3 separate regions of the Gossypium hirsutum genome follow, and all the other regions are linked to region 2. A link is a contact called in public Hi-C data. All regions are on one chromosome and are shown on one strand. The core of a region is the stretch at or near the end of the contact, and the rest is flanking DNA. Distances in the headings are between cores, read along the strand shown. Region 1 holds the start of LOC107899697 (54S ribosomal protein L37, mitochondrial). Region 2 holds the start of LOC107899707 (3-dehydrosphinganine reductase TSC10A). Region 3 holds the start of LOC107899693 (glucose-6-phosphate 1-dehydrogenase, cytoplasmic isoform).

Evidence for each region. A called contact is a pair of places that touch in the nucleus more often than the background predicts.
Region 1: a contact with region 2 is called in a Hi-C map of leaf, with 2.3 times the contacts expected there. The contact joins the promoter of LOC107899697 here to the promoter of LOC107899707 in region 2. A contact is called at or near these places in 6 of 34 Hi-C or Micro-C datasets (all in leaf).
Region 3: a Hi-C map of leaf shows a contact between it and region 2, with 1.7 times the contacts expected there. The contact joins the promoter of LOC107899693 here to the promoter of LOC107899707 in region 2. A contact is called at or near these places in 4 of 34 Hi-C or Micro-C datasets (callus and leaf).

Annotation. Positions count from the first base shown.
Region 1 is chrD04:16,751,500-16,754,663 of Gossypium_hirsutum_v2.1, reverse strand. It overlaps LOC107899697 (54S ribosomal protein L37, mitochondrial), which reads left to right and starts at 1,555. Exons shown (of 3, transcript XM_016825468.2): 1 at 1,555-1,720; 2 at 2,022-2,077; 3 at 3,163-3,164. The coding sequence starts at 2,050.
Region 2 is chrD04:16,608,056-16,611,429 of Gossypium_hirsutum_v2.1, reverse strand. LOC107899707 (3-dehydrosphinganine reductase TSC10A) reads left to right here and starts at 2,001. Exons shown (of 4, transcript XM_016825486.2): 1 at 2,001-2,670; 2 at 2,802-2,949; 3 at 3,253-3,374. The coding sequence starts at 2,155. LOC107899705 (protoporphyrinogen oxidase 2, chloroplastic/mitochondrial) reads left to right here. Exons shown (of 19, transcript XM_016825477.2): 19 at 806-1,066.
Region 3 is chrD04:16,797,977-16,801,092 of Gossypium_hirsutum_v2.1, reverse strand. LOC107899693 (glucose-6-phosphate 1-dehydrogenase, cytoplasmic isoform) reads left to right here and starts at 1,502. Exons shown (of 16, transcript XM_016825464.2): 1 at 1,502-1,675; 2 at 2,235-2,406; 3 at 2,559-2,644; 4 at 2,798-2,858; 5 at 2,947-3,116. The coding sequence starts at 2,254.

The sequences.
Region 1 (3,164 bases), core at 306-2,805, 140 kb before region 2:
TTGATGATTAAATGAACAAAGTAGCCTCCCATTTATACTAGTGGCTTTGTTAAATTAAGAGCCACTAGCCATAGAAAATCAAGGAAATAAAATATTCCTATGATATAAAAAAAATCCCTACATAATCTCCCACTAAGTCAAAATAAAATTTCAGCTAATTACAACTTGGAAAAATTCTATTTTGGCCCGCCTTTTTTGCTCCTTTCTTCAATCTAGCCCAATTGCTTCTCCTTTTTCTCTTTTGACCCCAAATTGCACTTCTGTATAAAATTCAATATAAAATGGAGAAAATCAGTGGTGCGTTCTCGTAAATTGACCAATTAAATTACATAAAACATGTATTTTTAGCATTTAATCAGATTGTATAGATTTTCAATGATGGCGGGTAAGGAAACAAATTTTCGAATTGAAGCAAGAGCCATAATTGAAAGTCTGCGCGTAGCATGGAAATAATATTACAGGCAGCTAGAATTAGAATGCAGAGGCGGATTTAGGGGGCTGGCAGAGGCCTCGGCCTTGGCCCCCCCTAAAATAGAAAATTTACCATTTTGGCCTTTAAAGTTTTTTAAAATTTTAAATTAGTAAAAATAAAATTGCACGCCCCTTAAAAATGATAAAAAAAATTTAATCCTTTAAAAATAATAAAAATATAGTCAATTTAATTTCAACCCCTCTAAATTTTTTTCCTGGCTTCGCCCTTGCTAGAATGTGATAATGCGCTTCTAGTGGTGTCTCTAGAAGGTGGAAGATTGGAAGGTTAGAATTCATCATATACCGAGCGCTCAGAATGCGGTTGCTGATCGAATTGCCAAGTGCATGAATAGAGGTCCCTCAATTTTGATGTTGTTTGAAGAACCCCTCTAGTACAAGGGGTTTTACTTTTTGATAGTGATACCTTTACATAAGTTTGACTAATTTTTAATGTAATCACTTACTGCTTTTTTTTTTACAAAAATAAAAATGACTAAAGAATCTTAAAGATGATATAAAATGACCATTTAACTTGCTTCACACACGCTTTGTATTAGTTGATTATTATTTAATTAATTTATAGAGTAAAAAATTAAAAGTTGCAACAGGGTTAGAGTAATATTTGTAATTTAATCTTTGTATTCATATTTTTAAGAATTTAATTATTTTACTTTTTGAATTTGTTAACATCGTTAAAATTCCTATGTTAAATTCCTTAGTATGATATTTTGAAATTAAAAAAAAAAAAGAAATACTCACCCAGGTAACAAAATGACATTCAATGGACCTAAATTTAATGGAAAATTTTAATGGTGTTAATAATTCTTAAAAATTTACATAATTATTTTAATTAGATTAAAGTATAATATTATAAAAATTGAGATACCAAATTATATCAAAATTAAAGTAAATTGTTGTGTAAAAGGAATAGAGCCAGAAAAAGGGAACAACTGGACCTTATGGCTTCCTTGGTATAGATACCATTCAAATGTATAAATAAAGGACTCAGCCAGAGCTTTCACAGCGGCCCAGTCGGGGTCTCATTTGGACTGGCCCATCCTTATATATAAGCTCAAAATGGGTGAACCCAAATAATCCCCCAGTCTCACGGTCCAGTCCAATAAGCAAACCAGAATTCTTCTTCGTCTTCAAGCTCTCATTTTAGCTTCGTCTCAGAAACCCTAAATCCCTTAATTTCATTCCGGAAAAGGGCGGCTCAAGAGTTCATCTTTACAACTTCTAGAGAAAGGTAACTTATTCTCATTTTCTATTGCACTTTTTGGTTACTACTAAATAGCTGAAACTGAGATTAAAAAAAGAAAAAACTGGGAAATCTTTGCCTTTCTTTTTCCAAAATTGATTTCTTAGAAACCAAAAAGATAATTCTTCTTCTTATTCCAAACCTAATTCTTTTCTTTTACTGGGATTGAGTTGATATTCTGTTGAATAGATGCTTGGTCGATTTAGTTCTGTAAAGTTTTTAGCGTTTATTTAATTTGATAGTTGCGAATTGTTTTAAGAAGCTTAAATCTTGTTTCCATGGTATTCAGAGTTTGGACTTGAATGATGATTTGATACATGATCAATGCTGGTCCTATTAAAATTTGTAAGTTAGAAGCATTTTCCATTAGTATGAATTTTCTGGTGTGAACTTTTGAGTCCACTTGCATTCTTTCTCCTTGATATTTGCTCATCGCTTAAAGTTAAGATGTTGGATGAAGATATGATACTCCTTCAATATTGAAGTTATTGTTTACCTTGAGCACTGCGTAGGCCCAGTGTCATGCTATGAATGAGCTGTGATAGGGATTGGATATATTATAAATGGAGATTTACATGTCTTAGTGTCTCTTTGGAAAGCAAAGTAGGATGCCGATATTTCTTGAATATTTATGACTCGTTCATGCCTGTTTTTTTTTTAAAAACTTCTTCAGCTTCAGCGAATGTGATAAGAAACTCTTTCCAGGCACTCTTTGGTTCTTATCTACTAAAGGAATAGCCAATCTTGAGAACCTTCCTATATTTTTTTTCTTAATTTCGTCATCTAGTAGCTTTGATTTCATGAATGAGCATCTTTGATTTCATGAATTAGCATACAAACTTTTTTGAGAAACTTCATTCCTCAAAATGTTGAAGTGACAACTACAATGTCCTCTGTGGATCCTATCTGTCCATGTTTCTAAACCAGGTTGATGTATCAAACACATTTCCACATCCAACCTGTGTACAGTGTTTATAAGTTTACCTCCTCTCTTTTTGGAGGGTCCAAGAATCATACCCATGTCTGTTTGAGGTGTCTGCTATGTCTCAAACTTGGGTATGGGCAAGAGTGAATAGTTGGAGTAAAACTGGATCCTATGAAGTGTTTAACCATTGTGGTTGTGATTAGATTCTCTAAGAACTCACTATTAGAGGATACAATTTACTTTTACCATAATCGTAGGGTGAATTAAAAAGGAGTTTATGTATTTCCCCTTCTATTATCAAAAAAAAAAAAGAAAAAAGGAGAAGGAACAAATGCTCATTGACTTGTGATTACTGTATATGACTTATGATTGATTGACTCCTCTGTTGATGTTGTTTAGTTTTTATTAATGATTTTGCTTCACCCATATAATGAAATAAATCAAAAGATGCGTTTCTTCATTTTTTTAAAGATATTTCTGCAATTATTGACATAAATTTTTACAGGG
Region 2 (3,374 bases), core at 752-3,251:
ATTTTTACTCGAACCCTTCCATATTTCGGGTGGGCTGTTGGGCCGGACCGGGCCACCCGGCCCATGAACACCTCTACGGCTCTACTATTATTACAACAATTTGGATAACATGAGTTCAAATAGAGGTGTTCACGGGCCGGGCCGGGACCAGAAAAAATTTGGCCTGTCTTAGGCTCGGGCCTTGCCCGGCCCGAAATATGGGCCTGAAATTTTTCCAGGTCTGGTTCGGGAAAAAATTCTTAAGCTCGAGCTTGGCCCGGCCCGGCCCATTTTTTTAATAAACACCAAAAATTTATTTTAAAAATAAAAAAAATAAAAAAATATTTTTAAAATTAAAAAAATATATTTATTATATTCGGGCCGGGCTGGGCTCAGGCAAAAAAAGTGGTGCTCGAGGTTCGGCCCATTTTCTAAACGGGTCTCGTTTTTTTGCTCAAACCCATATTTCAAGCCTATATTTTTATCCGAATCCTCTCATATTTCGAGCGGGTCATTGGGCCGGGCCAGGCCACCCGGCCCATTAACACCTCTAAGTTCAAATATATTCAAATACAGATAAGTGTCTAATATCCTTTTTTAAGTGGAAAAAAAGAGAGGCTAGAAGCCAAGAAGATACAAAGACAAAAACTCTAATTCCCTGCATGGGTTGAAACGTCACCTTGCAGCACCCTATCCACTTGGACATTAGGAAACTTCATCAATAGACTATTGAGCAGCCATGGTAGTAAGCCAAGATAGGGTTTTGGATCTGGTATTCTCATAGAACTTGCTTGGCCATCAGCTAAGAGTTTGTGTGAACATGCAGCTTATACACCCTCAATTTCTGTGCTAGTTCCAGCCCGGTTATAAGCGCGGAGAAAGCGAAGGATAAACCATACAACCACTCGTTGCCCTTGGAATCGACCAACATCAGATGTATTGAGCTCCAGTGGTAATGATTGTTAAGGAGAGTTGTGAATGTTAGAGGTGTATTTTGATTTTGTTGAGATGTTTTGTCATGTTATTGTGTGTCTGCAAAATCTGAAGAATGCTGTTTTGATATGAAATCCATGCTTCCTTTCGGCCCCCCAAAATTTAAAAAATTAAAGCAAAGAAAAAGAGACTTCACATTAATTACGTCCAACATTTATATTCATTGATTTGTGCGTGCGAGGATAATTTTAAATTAATATTTCCTTAATGTTTTGATATTTTTTAAAATGAAAATATCATAAATAGTATTAATTAAATTTGGCATAAAAAACCCTCAAATTAAAAAAAAAAGTCTTGCTTTTTTTTTTTCACTCAATTGAGTTTTTAAATTTTCAAAATATATTAAAAAGGTCCTCATATATTTTTTTAAAACACAATTAAGTTCTTTATTTTTTTTTTCACTTAAGTGGATACTTGAACTGTTAAAATGCATTAAAAAATCTATTTGACCGATAAAGTTAATTGTTCTTAATTTTTTTTAGTTAAACTCACTTTGTATCACAACCACGGTGTGACATGTAGCAAAAAATTATAAAAAATAAAAATCAATAAAAGTTATAAAAATTATTAAATTTTAATAAAAATATAAAAAATATTTAAATTTTATTAAAAATTAAAAAAATTATAAAATACATCAAAAATTCTATTTGACAGTTGACGTTAAAGTTAATGAGCCCTAGTTTTTCTTTTTAGTTAAAATCATTATGTGTCGCAACATAGCGTGACATGTGACAAAAAATGATAAAAAATAAAAATAAAGTTATAGAAAAATTATAAAATGCTTCCTTTTATACAATAACTTTTATATTATTTTTAAGAATTTTATATTTCTTTAATTTTTTATAATTTTCTTATGAATTTATAAAATTTTCTAGTTTTTTCTATATTTCTATATATTTTATGATTTTTTACGATTTTATAATTTTTAAATATATTTTTATATTTTTTTTATTAAAATTTAATAATTTTTATTACTTGATTTCTATTTTTTATAATTTTTATAAAAGATGATTATTAAATTTCTATAAAAGATGATTATTAAATAGCTTCGGTAATGTCGAGCGGTGAAGCATACATACTAGTTTCTGCTATAAAAGAAAGTCAAGCTCAAAATCTAAAAGCGTAATACCAGAATCGCAATCATTCACCGCCAGGAATCGTCGCCGTGATTCACCGCCGGTAATGGTGTTACTCTCTCTTATTTTGCTCCCTATCCTCCTCCTCCTCCTCCTCTACTTTATCGTCCGCCCCCGCCCAGTCACTATCCTAATAAAGAACCGCCACGTCTTCATAACAGGTGGGTCAAGCGGGATCGGGCTAGCCTTAGCCCACCAAGCCGCTTCCCAAGGAGCTCGAGTCTCACTCTTAGCTCGATCTCTTAACAAACTCCAAGAAGCCAAAGAATCGATTCGCCGTTCCTCCGGCCTCGACGTTTCGATATTTTCTGCTGATGTTCGTGACTACGACGCTGTCCAGAAGGCGGTTAACGATGCCGGACCCATCGATGTCCTGGTAGTTAACCAGGGGGTTTTTGTGCCTCAGGAGCTTGACAAGCAGGGATTGGATGAGATCAAGTTTATGATAGATGTGAATCTCATGGGGAGTTTTAATGTCATCAAAGCTGCTTTGCCGCTGATGAAGGAGAGGAAGGACCGTTTGCCCGCTTCCATCTCTCTTATTTCTTCCCAAGCTGGTCAGGTCAGTATCTGAAATCATTGAATTGGGTTTTCTAACATTTGTTGATTGTTTTTTCTTTATAAAATTTTTGTTTGCTTTTAAATGATTTCCCTTCTTGCTTTCTAATTGAGCTCTGTAGTGTGGATGTTTAGGTAGGAATTTATGGTTACACAGCATACTCTGCCAGTAAATTTGGGCTCCGGGGATTAGCAGAAGCATTGCAGCAGGAGGTTATTGCGGATAATATCCATGTCTCTGTTGTATACCCTCCTGATACCGACACTCCTGGTTTTGAGAAAGGTTTGAGATCCTTATCTTTGAGCCTTCTATATTGTTAAATGGCATCAAACCTGTATTTACTATAATCAGACAGTTGCATTTTGTGAAGTTGTGAGATGTAATCGTTTCACTTTATAAGCAATCAGTTTCAGTTTATCTTGAGCGCGAATAATTGATGACTTTTGTTGGTTTATGGAACATGATGCTGGCCTCTCACTCTTGATTGTGTTTCTCAATAGTAAATTTGATTTCGAGACATGTATGGCTCATTGTGTTATTTATTGAGCATTTGCATTTTATTTACTATGAGCGGACCTTTTGCAGAAAATGAAGTTAGACCAGAGCTCACAAAATTGCTAGCGGGCTCCTCTGGTTCAATGAAAGCTGATGAAGTTGCCAAGAAAGCTTTAGATGGCATCAAATCTGGAAGTTTCACAGTCCCTTGC
Region 3 (3,116 bases), core at 253-2,752, 190 kb before region 2:
GAAAGGTTTGGCCTGATGCAATCGAGCCGTAGCCTCTTGAACTAGTCGGCGCTTATATCTATGAAGTGTTCAACCCCAAGTAGACAAAGTAACCCCCAACAAAAGAGTAACAACACAACGATCCAAACGTTCTTGAATGTTAGTGTCCAAAAACTGACCCCATTCCCAAGTGAACCAATTCCCCTCAAAACCCAGATCATGAAGCTTACAATTGACCAAAATTGAACGGAAGGCCTCCATCTGTCGATCAAAGCGAAGACAACCCCCTCGCTTTTCAAAAGCATATGCTATCTCGTTGAAATCACCAAGCCACCATCCACGGCAAAGTAGAATTACTCCCTAAATCTTGAAGAAAATGCCATGAGCCAGCGCTTGCTTGTTCTACCGAAGACCCATAAAACCCTATGAATCTCCAACTCATCCCAGTAACATCATCAACAACAACCACATCAATATGGTAACCCGAATAAATCAGATGCAAATGAACCTAATATCCCAATTTCCAACCCAACGAAATGCCACCCTACTACCAAAAGCTGAAATATTTATACCACAAAAAAAGCCAAACTGGCGACGCATTTGATCCATCCCCTGAGCATCAATTTTTGTCTCTATAAGAAAAAGCATCTGGGGATTGTATTTACGCAACATATGCTGCACATGTCGAACATTCAGTGGATTCTCCAAACCATGGACGTTCCAACTAAATAGATTCATTTAGAAAATATAAAATTATATGCTCCCATTCTTAACTAATTATTTTGTTCACTTAGAAAACAATTATTTTGTAAAAAATATAAAAACCCAAATAATAGACATACTTCAAAAATTATCTAACATACAAAAGTCAATATCTTTTATTAACATTTCAAAATGTTTATCTTTTATTATAATTATAAATTAAAATCAACTAGTACAATGTAAAATAAAATTACAATTACAATCAATACATTCAGTAAACAAAGGAAAAAAGATGATGGTTAAACAGAGAAGGGAGTGAAAATTGAGAAGTGGTTTCAGTTTGAGAGAGTTAGGAGATTATGATGGAGTGTCTACATGAGACTCTGTGAGTTATTTATATGACCCTTTTATAATAGGAATAAACTTAGTTACATGATGGCAATGACGGTAATGTAAAGTCTTAAGATGAGACATGTTAGGGCGATTAGCGATCAATTACGTTAAACCTCCACGTGATTTTCATATAACCTTAGTAAATGTGCATAGTTTATCTGGCTGAGGTTCGCGGACTAACTATGGGTTCGCGGTGTTGTTGATTCTATTTGAAGATATGTGTTAAGCTCTTTACAAGTAGTCTATGAGATGAGATTCGCATATTATACTGTAAGGTCCGCTATACCAGGTATAACACATTCTTATAACTACAACTAAAATCAATCATTAGTACAAACAAACCTAAAATAGAATAAACTAAAAATTAGCGTGGAATTAACAAAAATACGGTGAAATAAATGTGCTGTGTGACAAAGAACATAAAATATCTTATAAACTTGGGTGGCTAAGATCAGAGGCAGATAAGACTGTTGGTAGAACAATTACTGCTTTAAAACCAGAAATTTGCTTCCCCAAAATTTGAAACATTAACTCTACATCAAGCCAAACTCTCTCTATCTTCAAACCCCAGGTTTCAGTTTTATCTGAATTGTGCAGTAAGGTTTGTTTTACTTGGTTTATATGATCCGGGGTCTTGATTCTTGCTTTCAAGAAAGTGTTTTTATTGAGTTTCTTTTGATTGGTCGTTTCATTTCATTTCAACTCTGTGTTGGGTAGTGAGTTTTTTTCAAGCATTAACTCAAACAACAAAACCGAACTCGACTCTGTCTTTGTTCTTGCCTTTCAGAAAGTGTTTTTCTTTACTTCTTTTTGATTGGTTGTTTCATTTGATTTGAATTCTGCGTTGGGTTTTGAGTTTTTCATGGAAAGTTTGTTTCTTTCTGGGTGGGGATCCATGCTATAAAAGTTTGCATTTTTTTGTAAGTTTCTTTTGCATGTTTCTGGTATATCCAAGAGAAGCTAAAGGAATCTTAATTTCTTGCTTTTATAAGCATTATAACTTGAGAATTGAATATTAGTGTTGAGAGCCTGGGCAAGCTAAAAAACTGATTACCTGTAGGTCTTTCCAGTTCTGGAAAATTAAACCAAATCATGATATATATATATAAGGCAAATTCACTATCTTTTTTTGTATATAGATGACATTTCTTTGAATACAGATCATACAAAGCTTAGAGGATGGGATCGAGTGAATGGAGTCATAGGAGTGACTCGTTTTGGAGCAATGATAATGTGGCAGAAACAGGGTGCCTCTCAATCATTGTTCTTGGTGCCTCTGGTGATCTCGCCAAGAAGAAGACTTTCCCTGCTCTCTTTCATCTTTATTGCCAGGTCAAGTGCTATATATTCATTCATATTTTTCATTAAAACTGAAATGAAATTGGTCTACGTCTCACTTCCTATGGAGTTGTCGGTTGGCTTTGCCGAAAGGTCGAACATGATGCAATTGGATGCTAACCGCGACAGGGGCTGTGTATATGCAGGGCTTTCTACCACCTAATGAGGTGCACATTTTTGGCTATGCAAGGACTAAGATTTCAGATGATGAGTTGAGAAACCGCATCCGCGGGTGAGACATGGATCCTCTCCTTCAAAAAGAATAAATCTACGTCTACAGTTCACTCTTTGGTCCATAAATGTCGCTCATTGTTGTTTTACTTTATGATGAATGATGCAAAATCACAAATGATAGGTTTGACTGACATTTTAATTGAACCCGCAGATATCTTCTCGGTGAGAGAAGCAGTTCACCCTCAGAAGATGTGTCAGAGTTTTTGAAGCTTGTCAGTACAGCGCTCTAGCCATATGTTTACCACACTTCAATCCCATATTTGCATGTTAGTTTTATCAAGCAATTGCAATTATATGTAGGTTAAATATGTAAGTGGGTCATATGATTCTGCTGAGGGCTTTCAACTGTTAGACAAGGAAATTGCAATGCATGAAATCTCGAAAAGTAGTCAAGAAGTGTCATCTCGGAGACTCTTTTATCTCGCACTTCCACCATCGGTATATCCATCGGTTTGCAGGATGATCAGGAA